Regions from separate parts of the Mus musculus genome. Here region 1 is linked to region 2. Evidence: chromatin contacts called from public HiChIP or PLAC-seq data. All regions are on one chromosome and are shown on one strand. The core of a region is the stretch at or near the end of the contact, and the rest is flanking DNA. Distances in the headings are between cores, read along the strand shown.

Region 1 (3,633 bases), core at 764-3,263, 230 kb after region 2:
CCAAGGTACGTGACCTGTGCATTGACAAGCCCATTTCCAGATATTGTCCATGCACTTAGCATTTCTGAAGAGGTTTCGGAAATGAATGGGTTCAAGGCCAGAGACAGGTATAGTGAATTTTCAGATTGTGTCTGCTTTGTAAATGTCATGGTCAAAGCCATGATTTTCCAGAAACATTTCAAACCTACTAGGAAGCAAATGAGAAAAATATATGAAGGACCTTAGTGTTTCTAGCTCTTACTGTAAATTATAGCGGACCCCAAGGGTTACAAATTTCCTGAAATCTCTGAGCTTAGTAAAAATTCAACATTTCCAGAATATACAATGCATGGACACAACTTCAAAATCATAAAACAACAACAACCAAAAACCCAACTCTGTGAAGATTGCAATGGGAGTCCAATGGTGATATGATCAAAATTAATTTTCTGGTGTCTTGGGTACTTCTGTCTATCTTTAGGGTTTGGGATTTTCACTTCAAGGAAGACAGACACTTGTTCACGAGCTCTGAAACAAACCAAGCATAGTAGTATATGCCTGTAATCTCCCTGCTGGGGAACCTGGAACAGGATAGCCAAGAGTTTCAGGCCAGTCTGGGCTTCATAGTAAGTTTCAAGCTAGGCTGGCTTATGTGGTGAACTGAACTCTGGTCTTTAAAAAAAAAGAAGGAAGCCAGGAGTGGTGGTGCACACCTATAATCCCAGCACTCAGGAAGCAGAGGCAGGTGGATCTCTGAGTTTGAGACCAGCCTGGTGTACAGAGAGTGTTCCAGGACAGCCAGGGCTACACAGAGAGAAAGAGAGACCCTGACTTAAATAGCCAATGTGTGTGTGCACACACACACACACAGTATCTGTAAAGTATGTGCTTGGTTGCATGTATTTGTAATCCCAGCACACTTGGGTGTGCTACCTAGCCTTGACTTCTTGGCAAGCTCTAGGGCAGTGGAAGACTCTTCTCACATTCTGTCTTTAAATGTCCAATCCCCCCCCCCCCCAGCTTTCAACCTCCCCAGGGCTGGGATTTCAGTTGCACTACCATGCTTGGCTTACACAGTGCCTGGGCTTTGTGTATGCTAGGCAAACGTTCTACCAACTGAGCTACACAGCCAGCCCCTCTCCTATCTGTCTTTACTATCTCTTTGTTTCAATGCCTCTTACTTAGGATTGCTATTGCTGTGCTGAAACCTATGGCCATAAGCCATGTAGAGAGGAAAGGGTTTGTTTCACTCATGTTTCCATTTAACAGTACATCACTGAAAGTAGTCAGGGCAGGACCTCAAACAGGGCAGGAGCCTGAAGGCAGGAGCAGAGGTCATGGAGGAAAGCTGCTTACTGGCTTGCTCCACATAGTTTCTTTAGCCTGCTTTCCACCCAGGACAGCTAGCCCAGACTGGTACCGCCCACATTAGGCTGGGCCCTCCCACTTCAATCAGTAACTAAGAAAATGCTCACTGAGAGCCTGATCTCTGAAGGCATTTTTTTTTTCAACTGAGGTACCCTCTTCTCAGATGACTATGGCTTGTATGAAGTTGACATAAAACTAACCAGCACAGAACACTATACTCTATTCTCTCTTACTAAACCAGAGACCTAGGGTGTTGCTCAGTGGTAGAGCACCTGCTTTGCATGCACTAAGCCCTGAGTTTGATCCTCAACAGCACAAATAGCAGATGTTTTGATTCTTCTACCTATTCAGTGTGTTATCCTCTTATTCATTAAGCAATGCTAAAAGAACTTTTTATTATGTATAATTTTTGGTGCTGTCAGATTCTTGTCCATGTTGAGTTATATGCTTTCCAGCTGGGCTACATCTCCAATCTAATGATTCATTTAAGCGTGTTCTCCGGCCATCTTGAACCCCTCCAGTGCGGTTGACGGCTCTGACCACTCAAGAAGGATGGTTGCTATTTTGAGTCTAAATTGATTCTCTTGGTCATCTTGTGAGGCCACCCAGAACAAGTTTAATTTCCTGACTCGGATGATTCTTTTTCTATCTTGCGATATTTCGGAGTGACTGTCACTTCCTTCAACTGTTGGTCACATGATTAGGTTCTGGGGTCCTCTGCTGTCTTGTTTCCTCTTTGAGTCTCAGAGAGTTGATTCAAGATCTAGTATAAACCCTGAGCCGGGTATGGTGGTGCATACCTTTAATCCCAGCACTTGGGAGTCAAAGGCAGGGGGATTTCTTGAGTTAGAGTCCAGCCTGGTCTAAATAGCAAGTTCTGGGACAGCAGGGGCTACAGAGAGAAACCTTGTCTGAAACAAACAAACAAACAAACAAACAAAAGCAAAAACAAAACAAAAAAAGTTAGCTATAAAACCTTGAGATTTTCATGACTCCCTTGGGAGAGTAAGGTTTTCACATCTCCTGTTCTCCTCCTTATACCCTGCTCAATGCAACTGTATGCTTAGGAGGCAGCTCTTGAGGTGTGAGCGCGGGAGCTCCTCACACACACAGTTTGTAGCAGCCTCTGCTGAGATATTTAAATACAGTCCCAGTCTTGGGCCTCACTTTATACTTGCTGAATAGGAAAGTCTGGAGAAGCATCATACACCTACATATTAAGAAAATATGACAATGGCTTCTTGATTTCCCAAATATCTACTTATTTAGAGGCAGGACTTCACAATTCCAGCTATCTTAGAATTTACTGTCTAGACCAAGCTGGCCCCTTATAGAGATCTTCTGGCCTGTTCCTCCTGAGTGCTAGGATTTAAGGTGTGTGCCACTATGCCTGGCTTGACTCCTTTGTTTACATGATTCCTCATGTAGTGTGTGTGTTCATGTATGTATGTATGTATGTATGTATGTATGTATGTATATGTGGAGGCCAGAGGTCAATGTGAGGCATCCTCTACAATTATTCTCCACCTTATTTTTTGAGACCAGGTCTCTCACTGATCCTGGAATGCACCACTTCCAGATGCCTACAATGGCTAACCAGTAACCTCCAGAGATCCTCTTCTTGCTGCCTTCCCAATGCTATAGTCTGAGCCTGACTTTTTATATGGGTGCTGTAGATCCAGACTCGGGTCCTCATGTGTGTAGGACAAGCATTTTATTTATTTTATTTTATTTATTTTTTATTTATTTATTTTTTATTTATTGACAAGAATTTTATATGACGAGCCACCTCCCCAGCATCACCGATTGGTTCTTAGATGCACCAGAGGTTTGAAAATAGAAACGGTCCAAGACTTTCCCCATGCAACTCGTTGCCTACGTTTATAGAAGTGAATTTTTAGTAAGTAATTATTTAATTGTTTTGTTGTGCCTTAGGTACTGCTCAGGGCCTTACACGGAGAGGCAAGCACTCTACCACTGAGATACACTCCGAGCAGAGCCAGACCTACCATGAATGAACCGGTGAATGTGGGACCATGCTACATTTGACATGGTAGGGTTTCGTATACTGCTCCGTCCTATAAATAAAAAAAAAATCTCTTGAGATCTTAATTCTATAACAAGATTTCATGACTACTACACACATACACACACGGAGTAAGAAAAAAAAAAAAGAAACAAAACCTTAATGCCACAATACTGATAGTCTCTTCTATGTTGATACAGATGATAAGAAATGGCGACACACAAGCCCACATTTAGTCCTTTTCCCCTCTGATAAAGGAC
Region 2 (3,579 bases), core at 394-2,893:
ACAGTTTGCAACCGGTTTTCCCTCGGAGCAGTCAAGAAATGATACTTCACCATCCTAACCAGGGCACGGCGGGGACCCTTCCTCAAGGCTGTGACAGACGTGGGCAAGGAGGTCGCCTCCACCCCAGCCCCGGTTCTCAGCGGCAGGCAGCAAAGCCCAGACCACCCCATACAATTCTGGGTTTGGAAAAGGTACCAGGGGAGGGGCCTCTAAAACCTTGCTGGGACCCACCTCGGAGGTGGTGCCCAACCCTGACCTTCGAGTTAGGGTAACTCCTCTTAATCTTATGTGTTTTCATGCCAAACTGAGAAGGGGAAATTTTCTTTTTTTGACCCAAGTCTCAGACTGGCCTCAGATTTGCTGTTAATCATTCAGCCCAATGCTTCCACTGCACTCGAGTTGGGATTACACACATACATACATACATACATACACACACACACATATATACATGCATATATACACATACATACATACACACACACATACATACATACACACATACATACATACACACACATACATACATACATACACACATACATACATACACACATACATACATACATACACACATACATACATACACATACATACATACACACACACATACATACATACACACATACATACACACACATAGATACATACATACACACATACATACATACACACATATATACACACATACATACACACACATAGATACATACATACACACACATACATACATACACACACATACACACATACATACACACACATAGATACATACATACACACACATACATACACACACATATATATACATGCATATATACACATACATACATACACACATACATACATACATACACACACATACATACACACACATATATACATGCATATATATACACATACATACACACATACATACATACATACACACACATACATACATACACACACATACATACACACATATATATACATGCATATATACACATACATACATACACACATACATGCATACACACATACATACACACACACATATACATGCATATATATACACATACATACATACATACATACACAATACATACATATATAGATAAATAAATAAATTGCAAGCAAGCAAGCCACCACTCCATATGCTTGGGGTTGAAAAGGGGCTCCATGCCTGAGCACTCTACCAATGGGAACTCTCCCACAGCCCAGAGATGCAAGGAAATTGTGCAAACCAGCACGGTCTTCCAGATGGTCTACCATCTGCCTCCCACTGCCAAGTAAAAGATGACTTCGGACAGAGATGTAGACACCTCCTTACTCCCCTTGTTGGGCCATCCCATCTTGCTCTAGTCACTCTCAGCCTCTGGTGAGGTGAAGGACAGAGCCCTCAGGTGACCCTAAAAGAAGCAGTCTAGGGGGTTGAGGACATAGCACCACAGACCTAGGGTGGGGGAAAAAAAAACCCACCCCACCCACATAGCTCTGCTCCACACAGATGTAAACCATTACAGTTCTCTCCTCCCTCCTGATCAAGGTGACAACGAGAGTCCCCCCTACCCCCCCCCCCGTGATTTCTCCTGAAGGAGGCAGTCTGTCAGCTGGCAGCTCTGTGGGGATCTGTATGAGTTTCATAAGCATCCTGGATTTGGGTGTGTGGAAGGAGGAACAAGGCAGAAGCCAAACCCAGAAAACAGCCAGCAGCCTACAGCACATGCTCCCCAAGTGTCACCCACGAGAGCGTCCCAGTTAAAAATAAGTAACCCCCACCCCCCATGATGGGTCGAGTGACGCGTCCATTGCGGGTATTTTACAGATCGCTCACAGGCTTGAAGGAAAGGGGAGTCAATCAATGATTAAGACTGATCCCTCTGTTCCTAACTCTTAACAGGATAATGTAGATTAATTCAAACCTGACAAAGCCCCCACCACGCCTCGATATGATAGAAATTTGTAAATTCTCCTAAGAATCGGGGTGTCTGAACCACAGGCTCTCACACGAACATGTTACTTAAATAACACACCAATCTGTGATCCCCGAAGAATGAAATCGTTCATCCCCTTTTATGGGGGGCTGCAGGGGGTGGGGTGGCGCACGGCGGAGGGGGAGAGGGTGCGTTTGCCTGTCGGCAGGCTCAAGAGCTGAGAAACATTAGCTGTCATGAACCACAATCAAATCAGGTTTGAAATATTTAGCAGTGGCTTAGAAAATGTGATGGCGCGGCTCTGACAGGCGGGCGAGGTGTGCAGACGCCCGCTTTCCATTATAATGGAAATATCAGGCCTGTTCTGAATATGTATAACCCAGAAAAATGTATTGATTTTTCATTCGGCATTAAAAAAAATGAAATAGCCTGCAGCTGTCAGAGGCCTTTGTTAAAAGCCCATCCTTCCTGGAATGAGGTTTACCAGAAACAAGTTTTAATTGTACGCAGGACCTCTTCTTTGAAAAACAAAATAACCAACCTGCTTACATTGAAGGCAGGGTTAAAGCTCTGTCTTTCTCCTGTTTGCAACCTAATTAACCCAAGGAAAGGCCCACCAGGCAGGTGGGAGGCACCTCACACACTCTGCCTGGCAGGGGTGTCATGGAGGGTGGCTGGCATCTCTGTGGAGGGTGGCAGGAGGCTATGCTTTGTCCTCTCTCCATCGTCCTCGTCTGCCCCTGAGTGGAGAGGCCCTGGACTCCAGGACTCACGTGCTCTCTGCACCTAGCCAATCACTTCTGTTCTTTCAGGCTTGGTTGGCACGACGAGGACAAGGTGAGGAAACGGCCTAGCGTATCCGATGCTCTGGGCACTTTCTTATCAATGGCAAACCTCTACTGGGTACAGACATCAGGCACAGTGTGTGCGCTTTATGTTGCAAGAGAGGTCAAACCCCATGGCAGAAAAGATGACTTCCTAAGGCTTCAAATAAGAAAAATCCCATGTTAAAATTCTGACGCGACAAAAGCTTCTAACTAACGGGCTGTGCAGATGGACAGACAGACAGACAGCTGTTCTGTTCCCAGCTTGTTTCTTGTCTTCTCCTTCCAAGCTATAGAACTGTAAGGGTGGCTCATTGTCACCCCTGCCCAGCCCCCTCCGGCACATTTAGCCATCTTCCCTGAGAGGTGACCAAAGACATTACGAGTAGGTGACTCTCTGAGACCGCTGGGCTGCCGTGTCCACACCGCATCGTCACACCCTGATCCTGCATGGAGTCACCTAATGACATACCCGAGTATGGCCTCTTGACCCTTACACGCTGACTTCCTCCCATCCCAGATAGTTCAGCTGGGAGCCTCCCTGAGAGGCGACTTAGAACACTCAGGGATTCTGGGTAAAAATTCCTCAGCTCCAAGGCTGCCCCCTGAGGCCGTGTGGCTTGCCTACCACAGATACCAACTGGCAACTTAGCATCTCTTGTCCTCAGCTACTCATGGTGGGGGGGTGTGCATCCTCATGCACGCCACGAGCCAAGAACAAGGGCACAGATGTGTGCATCTACCTGATAGCGGTTACCTGGAGTTTTTTTTATCTTTAAGCTGCCAAAAAACTGTGTCTGTTCCATTTTATACTTCTTATAGATCCATCGAGGAAAATA

Evidence for each region. HiChIP or PLAC-seq counts read pairs in DNA pulled down with a chosen protein or histone mark.
Region 1: a contact with region 2 is called in an H3K27ac HiChIP or PLAC-seq map of microglia, with 5 times the contacts expected there. The contact joins two enhancer-like sites. A contact is called at or near these places in 7 of 484 Hi-C or Micro-C datasets (CD8 T cells, embryonic stem cells, liver and 2 more), 8 of 115 datasets of contacts at active chromatin or transcription factors (bone marrow-derived macrophages, craniofacial prominence, embryonic midbrain and 4 more) and 1 of 9 other capture datasets (embryonic stem cells).

What each region holds. Positions count from the first base shown.
Region 1 is chr8:108,682,286-108,685,918 of GRCm38.p6, reverse strand. It overlaps Gm42043 (a long non-coding RNA gene), which reads left to right. Exons shown (of 3, transcript XR_879166.2): 2 at 3,283-3,400. It also overlaps a transcript of Zfhx3 not described here. Among named protein-coding and RNA genes, the nearest start is that of Gm42043, 9.5 kb to the left of the region's middle. Within about 2 kb of position 2,013, at least 2 of the 459 cell types and tissues checked have an H3K27ac peak or open chromatin away from gene starts, as enhancers often do. A contact at or near this core is called in microglia, where this site is marked.
Region 2 is chr8:108,907,300-108,910,878 of GRCm38.p6, reverse strand. The region is part of intron 4 of Zfhx3 (zinc finger homeobox 3); the gene reads right to left. Among named protein-coding and RNA genes, the nearest start is that of Mir3108, 28 kb to the left of the region's middle. Within about 2 kb of position 1,643, at least 14 of the 459 cell types and tissues checked have an H3K27ac peak or open chromatin away from gene starts, as enhancers often do. A contact at or near this core is called in microglia, where this site is marked.